Regions from separate parts of the Mus musculus genome. Here all the other regions are linked to region 3. Evidence: chromatin contacts called from public promoter capture Hi-C data. All regions are on one chromosome and are shown on one strand. The core of a region is the stretch at or near the end of the contact, and the rest is flanking DNA. Distances in the headings are between cores, read along the strand shown. Region 1 holds the start of Hells (helicase, lymphoid specific). Region 2 holds the start of Rbp4 (retinol binding protein 4, plasma). Region 3 holds the start of Blnk (B cell linker).

Region 1 (2,879 bases), core at 20-2,519, 2.1 Mb after region 3:
TTTAAAAGATTCTGTTTTTTAAAGAAATGTACAAATACTGTAACTTACCATGAAAACATACACCTCAATTTTAGCTAAAGAACCTTACTTGTAGAAAACTAAAACAAATTGATTACTTAGGCAGCAAACAGTAATAAATTGCTAAGAAATCCTTAGGAGAAGGGAATGATATGCACACTCCAGTAATCCCAGCCAGCACTGGGAAGCTAGGCAGGGGGACCCTAGGATATGAAGGCCAGCATAATACTGTCTCAAAAACAAACCCAACAGAAAAATAGAGGGGAAGGGAATTATCAGTAGACCCGGCTTACAGCCCAACCGTTGATTAATGTCAACGTCTACCACCTCTGTCTACTAATACATACATTATGACTCGGGGCATTAAAGATTAATAATGTTGGCCATTAGGCATACAGTGAGAGAACATATTTTAAAAGCCAATAAAGATGGCAAAAGCAAGCAAACACTTACCAGTGACTCTTGACTGAATCTTAGTAGTCAAAAAAGCAATCTGAAACGTCCACTCAAAGATAAGTTGCAACCTACCCCGCCCAGACCACACTTCAGAAACCTATCTATCATTCAAAGCCCACGCCAAGATTTCCACTTTACAAGTACGGAGAAGCCAAGTGGCCAGGGCTGCTTGGAAGTTCAAGGAGAAGCAAGTGGGGGAGGCAGGCGGGGAGGCAGGCCGGGGGTGGGGGTGGGGAGCCGGGGAGAACCGCCGGCCGTGGACTTTACATTACCTCTTCTAACATCTTCCGCTCTTTCTCAAGTCCCGCAGCCTCGAGCTGTTCCTCCTCCTCCAGCATGGCTGGAGTAATCACCGCAGGCTCCGTTTGTTCGGCCATCTCTGGAGCCAAGGACCCTAAGGGAGCACGGCGGGGGCTTTCAGAACGGGATTCAAGTTACAACCCCCGAGTTCCAACTTCGGGAAGCCACGGCCTTCCCCCTCCCTGGCCGTCTGCATCGCCGGCCAAAGCCACGGACAGCGTCTGGGTGGCAAAGCCGGTCGGCCGGGACCCAGCTCGTGAGGAGACCTGTAAGGGAGACGTGGGGGAACGCTTCCGTGCCACCAAGCAGACCAGGTCGCCGCCGGCGGCTCCTCACGCCTTTTCCCCTCCTCAGCCCGGACCCCGGCGAGCTCCCTCCCCGGGGTGCAGCCTTCACGCCGCCGGCTCACCGCTGCTGCTCGCGGGCGGCTCCGCAGGCACGGCTGGACACCGGCCGGGGACCCAGTCGCCTCAAACGCCGCGAGCTAAATCCTCACACCCCGCCGGCTCGCTCGCCCCGCGGCGCAAGAAATTCGCGCGCTTCTCTTTCGCGGGAAAACCCGGTGGTCTCGCGAGACTTCGGGCTCCCCGCCCGCTGCAGACCTCGGCTCACGAGATTTGGACGCGCTTGGCTTTGCTTTCCGCCTCTCCCCAGGAGGGATGCGTTAAGCCTTTACCTGGACCCAGGCAAAGGGGGTGTAGCTAGCTCCAGCCTTGAATGTCGCCCGTGGTCACAGAGGCGCCGCAGACCGTAGTGGCCCCGATCGCCCCTTTCTTATTTAATGATGGTCCCGAGTTGTTCGGCGGGTGCAAGACCTCTTCACACACTGGATTGTTTGAACGCCCCCAATACCTGTCCTTTCGGTAGGTGAAGGTCGATGTTAGGGTGTCAAAAACGGCCAAGCTCGCTGGACCCTGACCAGTTGTAGTTCGCGGTTTTTCGTAAACTTCCTTTCCAAATAACTCTGAGGAGTGGTTTGTGAGTAAGAAGAAAGATGAGAAATTAAGATTATAGCTAGTTCAGGGGGGAAAAAGTATTTAGGATAAAATAGCGAGTGATAAACTGACTGAGAGGAACGGAGGAGAGAACAAGGTCTGTAGGTGTAGCGGAGTTGGTGTAATGCCTGCCCACAGGGAAAGGCTCCCTTGTCATCTCGCGCAGTGGAGGTCCAGGCACAGGATTAGGACTTTTGGAAGGTCAGTGATCCTTGGTTTACAGACACCCTGGAGCCCTGGAGTACATGAATCTTTAAAAAAAAAAAAAAATTTTTTTTTTTTCAGAAAACAAATAGACCGCTAATAAGAGTGGGTGCTGAAGGGTTTTTCTCGTGGCCGTTTTGCTTAGGTTTCAATTCCTTTTCTGCAATGCTTTACGCACGGAGAAGAAAAGTCCTGCAAATTGTCCGTTAATCTCTATGAGTACCAAGTCGCATTTGTAAGCCTACCCACACACCTCTAAATATGCACACTAAATAAAAATGTAAAGAAAAATTTAAGAGAAAAAGACATGGCTTTACCATAACCACCTTCGGGGGGATCCTCTATTTTAAAAAATAAGATTTTATTTGCGACAGGGTCTCACTATGCTGCGCTCCTCCCCCCCTGGTCTAGAACTTGCTATGTAGATTATGCCACCCTTGAACTCATAGAGCCCCACCTGCCTCTGCCTCCCACGTGCCAATGTATGCAACCATGCCTTGATGGTCGGCTTCCCTTCTAGGTCTTTAGGAAGAGCAGGTTGATTTGTCCAGAACAAGAGTTGGAGCACAGTGCAAATTCATTTGGTTCTCACAGAACAGACATCTGCTACATTGCTACATTAATTTCCTGACTCATCTTGGCTGCTGTGTAGACTAAATACTAGCAATGGCTAAGAAAAGCACCAGCTCTCTGCTTTCAAGGCCTCTGTGTAAATGCCTCCAGAACAACAGAAAATATACAGCAATGAACCAGAACTTCTAAATCCTTATGCATAGGTCTCTTAAACTCCAGAACCGGAAACAGAATAGAGTAATGGGAGAACTGGCAGATCTTTAAGACTAGGTAATTGGATACCTGGGGGTTGAGGAAAATGACAAGCAAAGAAATGTCAAAAAGCCAATCAGC
Region 2 (2,741 bases), core at 71-2,570, 2.9 Mb after region 3:
TGGAGAGAGAACCAGGCAGGTGAATGTCCAAAAGCTCACAGGAAGCTGAAGGAGGCCGCAGGTATCTCTGCAAGGTTGCCAGGCATGGCTAAGGTGCTTGTTGAAAGAAATGGCAACTTAGTTCTTTCTGTGGCGTCTCTGTCTCTCCTCCTTTCCCCATCTCCTCTTATATAGCTATGGCAGAGTGGTCAATGTACTCTCATATGCTCAGACTTTGGGCAATGGAGACACAAATACTTTCTCGTCAAAAAAAATTTTTTTTTTTCCCACTAAATCTCATTTGGTCGAAATCTTCCTCCTTTTAACTGCTAGGTTCAGTTTGACAGATCGCAAACTCCAAATACAGAGGGAAATGTAGAGTTATATCGTGCCATAGGCAAAAAAAAAAAAAAAAAAAAAAAAAAAAAAAAAAAAAAAAAAAAAAAATCAACCCTTCAACAGCTTTTTTTGGCTACTACCATTAAGGTTATGGAATTCTTTCCCTCTCCTTTTTCTCTTCCTGAGCCAGTTTTCCTCGCTGTTCTGGAAATAAATAAATCCTAATATGGCTTAGAAATAAAAATGCATGGTAAACACTTGGCAATTATGTTTTTCAGTGTGGTTTCAGGGGAGTGTGGCAAGAGAAGTGGACGATCAACCACTCGGCCATTGGCGCTGAGAAAATATTTCCTGTCCTGACCAGGTTGCGTTTCTAGAGAATATTTAACAGGGAGCGGTTTAGTCCTTCTAAAGATGATGAAATGAAAGAATAAATATTGACCCAAACAGCACCACAACTCATCAAAGAGTAAAATATGCCCTTTCTCAAAGGGGGAAAAAAAAACAGCCAAAATATGCCAAAAAGCTTCTCACAACAGCTCCTCAGTAGAAGCAGGGGCCACTTGGGAAAGCCAGGGCCTGGACGCTAATGTTCCAGGCTACATCATAGGTCCCTTTTCGCTCAGTGAGGCCACCATCACCACACCATGGCCACGTAGGCCTCCAGCCAGGGCAACAGGACCTGGAGGCCACCCAAGACTGCAGCTGGCTGCCGCTGGGTCCCCGGGCCAGCTCTTGGCCCCGATGGATCCTCTGGGCTGGAGAGTTTGGCTCCACCGAGACCACCCTGAGCGGAGCTCGGAGCATAGGCGACGTGGGACGGCAAGGCTGACGGAGGGGCCCCGCGTGCGTTCAGGAGTGAGTCAGGGAGCGTTATGCAAGCTCGGCCGCCCCCCCCCCTCCCGCCCCCGGCACCTCCCCGCGGTCTTTCACCCCGCGCGGTTACGAAAGCGCGACCCCCTCCCCCCGGAGCTATAAAGGACCGACGGCCGCTCGGCTCCGTCGCTCCACGCGCGCGCGAACGCGGCGGCCAGGCTTGCACGCGGCTCCTGCTGGTGAGCCGCCGCGCGCTCCCCCGGGGACCTGCAGGGCGGGGTGGGGCGGGAGGGGGCGACGGGCGGCCTCGGTCCTCCGGCCCCGCGTTTACCCTGCGCCTGTCCCGCAGGGCAGACTCCGGGGTGAGATGGAGTGGGTGTGGGCGCTCGTGCTGCTGGCGGCTCTGGGAGGCGGCAGCGCCGAGCGCGACTGCAGGGTGAGCAGCTTCCGAGTCAAGGAGAACTTCGACAAGGCTCGTGTAGGTATCAGCCCGGGTTCCCCGATTCCTGCGGGTCAGAGGTGGAGCCCAGACTCCAGTCCCTAGCTCTCTCATCTCTTTCTCAGTTCTCTGGGCTCTGGTATGCCATCGCCAAAAAGGACCCCGAGGGTCTCTTTTTGCAAGACAACATCATCGCTGAGTTTTCTGTGGACGAGAAGGGTCATATGAGCGCCACAGCCAAGGGACGAGTCCGTCTTCTGAGGTCAGTGGCCTCTGGTGGGCTGTGTGCGGCGTTCCAAAGTGCCTCCCACCTTGCCTTTGGCTCCCTGGGAGCCCAACCCTCACTGGGATGGGAAAAGAGTACCTTGGATGAGGTAGAAGCCCTTTCCTGGCTTGGCTCAGGATTCTCTTGGCTTTTGCAGCAACTGGGAAGTGTGTGCAGACATGGTGGGCACTTTCACAGACACTGAAGATCCTGCCAAGTTCAAGATGAAGTACTGGGGTGTAGCCTCCTTTCTCCAGCGAGGAAGTGAGTAGTGGGGCATACATGGCCAAATCACTGCGTTTCTGTTCAGCGGCACCGTTGGGAAGGGCTTCGAGAGGCAGAACCCTCAGCCCTGTCTGAATTTAGGGGATGTGGGATTAGAAGCGACTGGATTCTCAGCCTAAAATACCTAATCCAAGTTCGGAAGGGCCTTTGGGCTTATCGGGTACCATTTCCCTGATCATCCACTGTGACTTACTTCACGCTGTCTCACACATTACCACTCCACTCTGTCTCTTGGAGTGGAATCTCTGAGACAGTAGGACAATCTGGAACATCGGCAGAGCTAGAGACCGATATCCAAGAGGAGGGAACTATGTGTCTGAGCTGGGTCACAGCCCAGGCCCCTCCCGGTGGACTCCCAGCCAGGCAGTGTTCTGGAAGCAATAGTCTCCTTTCCTTAAATACTCATATGCAAGGCAGGATTTTGAGAACTCCCAACAAAGTTCCCTAAAGTTTGGGATTCTTCTCAGGACACACAATTGACATGTTCTTTGACTCCCCCAGCCCATTTCACTTAAATTATAGATCCGAAAGCTACTTGATAACTAAGGAATAATTTAGGGTGGGAAGAAGTATTGTGAGATCTCAGAAAGAAGGAACTAATCTCAGCCCTAAGGCAAT
Region 3 (2,961 bases), core at 264-2,763:
TCGACAGAGTTGGTGGAGAGGAAAGTCCGCAGGTCAATTGGAAGCATTTTACAACCATCCAGAAGGAACAAAAGGCTATTATCACCCCCCTGGCCAGACTCTCCTGACCCTTGATGACATCATATATGGTTTTTATGTTCCTTTCTGCTAAGAGCTGTGGGAAGGGCGGGGCAGGGAACTAGATCTCCTTCAGGATACATTGCAAGAAAACCGTGCAGGCAGATTAGAGAAAGGCAACAGTTACGGGAAGCAAGTGTCTGCATTTCTCTCCTGATGCCCTACTCTTCTGCAAAGGGACCTCACCCTTCAACCACTCTGAGGCATCAGCTCTCGGACATCCTGAAGAATGGCAAATTCAGATATAGTGCATGAACGTGAACAGTCAAGGAACCAGGAGGACCGAAGAGCTCCTCTTTGAACAAAGAACCTGGGGGTGGGGGTGGGCAGGGGCGGGAAGAAATCCGGGTTTGCTCTCTGTCTCTTCTCCTCCCTTCTCTGGCCTGGTCCTCCTTCCCACTCTCTCCTCAGCCAGGCCCTTGAAGCTATAACAGGAGAGATAACTGAAATCCCTCCACTCTGTCTCCCTCCAACCCCCCGTGCATTCTTTAGACCCAGGTCGATGGTCCTTTGATAATGTTCAGAACGTAATCTCCTTTCACAAAGGTGACTAGGATGTGCCAGGTGAGTGGGGGTGGGGGTGTTCAGGTCCAAGGGGAAGAAAGAACACGCCCTCTCATTTTTTTGTTTTTTGTGTTTTGTTGTCTCGAGGAGTATAGCAGAACTGTCTAGATGGGGTCAGAGGCAGGTGTGGGATTTCACTGTGCTTGGGATACCCCTACACCTGACATGTCGCACTGGGTGTGATGAGAGGGGAAGACATGGAGGGGAGTTAGGAGGCATCCGCCTGATGTCATGTGTTGGGAAATCACTAGGCTTGTCCTCAGCTGACTTTTGAGTGTATCCTGTCTTTATTTGAAAATGGCAAGCTTTCAGCAAGGCAACTCCTGACTCCACACAGCATACGATAGGGTCGCCTTTCCCCACCCCTAAGTGACCTTGACCTTGCACAAAGAATTACCTATCACATTTTAAATGACCACTGCTGTGACCTCGGTGACAAGAACTGTCCATTTCATGTCTTAGTTCTTAAGAAGAAGAGGCTAACCCATGGCTTAATGCAAATGAGCAGAAAGCCCCCAAAGAGCCATCCAGATATAATTGATTATTCAGCTTTTCCTTGTACCTAAGAAGTGGCAGGGTGACTCTGGCCATCTGCTAAAAACAGGGACTACCTAAGGTTTGGGACAAACAGGAAGTAGTGCTCAGTCAGAAACTTATCCAACCTGGCAACACACCTGATCATAAAAGAGCTACTGGAAGGGATTTGCATGCCCAATAAGGTTTCACTACCGAAGTTTACACAACGCACAGTAATCAGCCAGGCTGGCTGACTCCCTGGATCACATGACCTCGTAGAAACATGAAACTTGGCGATGCGCTCCAGCGAGTTTTACTTCCCCTGTGCAGGGGTGTTTGCCAGCAGCCTGTGGGTTGCTCGCAGAAGTCAGTTCCAGTGGCTTGAGTTCTTGAGGCCAGAGCCTTACCATGCTGCTCCCCAGGAAGTCCAGGAGCTGCTGACACCCCCCTGGACAGCGACACATCCTCTCTCAAGAAAATGGACAAGCTGAATAAGATAACTGTCCCTGCCAGCCAGAAGCTGAGGTAAGAGATTCCCTTCGGAGCCTTATTCCTCTTCTTTGCCCTCTAGGGCTCCTCCAGCGCTCAGAGGCACCAAAACCTTGGGATACTTGACCAGTGCCAATCGGTTAGCAATGGCTATAGGGAAGTAGATCAGCTTTTTAAAGAAACGTGTAGGAGGAGTGAAGGAACCTGCTTTGGCTGGTTTTTGCCAGGGATGGGACAAAGAGTGAAGCTCTGGGAAGGCAAGAAGATAGAAAATTTGATGGCCCACATGCTAGCAACAGCCAGCTTTCTGAGTCTGAGGAGGGGCTCATCCATGGTGTGAAGAGCGTTTGTAGTCACTGTCGCTTACTGACTCTTGTTTGTTTTGTGGGTGTTCACCCTAAGTTTATTGGGGGAACTACGCGTCTCTCCAGTACCCTCATGACTATCTATTTTAGAATGTCAGATGGCTCACTGGATAAAGTGCTGAATGTGCAGGTCTGATGATCTAAGTTCCATGCCCACAACCCAGATAAAAAACGGAAAGAGAAGCAACTCCACAAAGCTGTCCTTGGACTCCACAGTCACTGCCAGCCTGGCACATGCATGCCCTGACACATCATGCCCACACACATTTCACACACACATACACACACACATACTGATAATAACAATAACCATTTTAAAAAACAGCTTTGGCAATTTAAAGAAATATATACTAAGAAAGAATAAGCCAGCAGTGGCCTAAGGCATACATACGTCAAGAGACCATGCAAAGATGACTTCCCAGTTTTTGAGTTTGAAGAGCATTGTCTTCTGAAGTGGGGCTGATGACTCTCAGAGGCTGGAACTTTCAAACGTTTAAGGGTGTGTTATATTCCATGTGCAGGCTAGAACTTTGGACTTTCATGAGGTCATACTTAAGGGATGGAGCACTGGAGAGTCTGAGACAAATGACAAGAAAAGACATGGAGTTGATAGAAGGACAGTCTTTCACGGTGGCACATGGGTCTTCTCACTCTGAGGGGTTTGGTAAGAGGCAGACTGAGAGGTACTAAGGGGTCCAGACCAGCGGGCAGCATCAGCTGGTCAGCCATTTTATAGAGGATACCCAGGAGAGCCACAGAGCCTTTAACATGGAAGTTAGAAGGTCCCACAGGCACCCTCCATCTTCTGCTGTGCATCTCACGGAAGGGAAGGGTAGAGCAGACATCGTAGAAATAATAAGGGGGCCACGAAGTGGAGAAGAGGATTGGAGTAGCAGAGACATCTTCATGA

The links. Promoter capture Hi-C pulls out the DNA fragments that hold promoters and counts their contacts.
Region 1: a promoter capture Hi-C map of embryonic stem cells shows a contact between it and region 3, with 2.9 times the contacts expected there. A contact is called at or near these places in 1 of 39 promoter capture datasets (embryonic stem cells) and 1 of 130 datasets of targeted methods (large pre-B cells).
Region 2: a contact with region 3 is called in a promoter capture Hi-C map of liver, with 4 times the contacts expected there. A contact is called at or near these places in 2 of 39 promoter capture datasets (cranial neural crest and liver).

The regions. Positions count from the first base shown.
Region 1 is chr19:38,929,380-38,932,258 of GRCm38.p6, reverse strand. It overlaps Hells (helicase, lymphoid specific), which reads right to left and starts at 1,269. Exons shown (of 22, transcript NM_008234.3): 1 at 1,184-1,269; 2 at 747-868. The coding sequence starts at 851.
Region 2 is chr19:38,123,390-38,126,130 of GRCm38.p6, reverse strand. Rbp4 (retinol binding protein 4, plasma) reads left to right here and starts at 1,320. Exons shown (of 6, transcript NM_011255.3): 1 at 1,320-1,373; 2 at 1,484-1,612; 3 at 1,699-1,835; 4 at 1,996-2,102. The coding sequence starts at 1,502. Gm32440 (a long non-coding RNA gene) reads left to right here. Exons shown (of 4, transcript XR_877843.2): 4 at 1-377.
Region 3 is chr19:40,992,773-40,995,733 of GRCm38.p6, reverse strand. It overlaps Blnk (B cell linker), which reads left to right and starts at 1,513. Exons shown (of 17, transcript NM_008528.5): 1 at 1,513-1,722. The coding sequence starts at 1,676.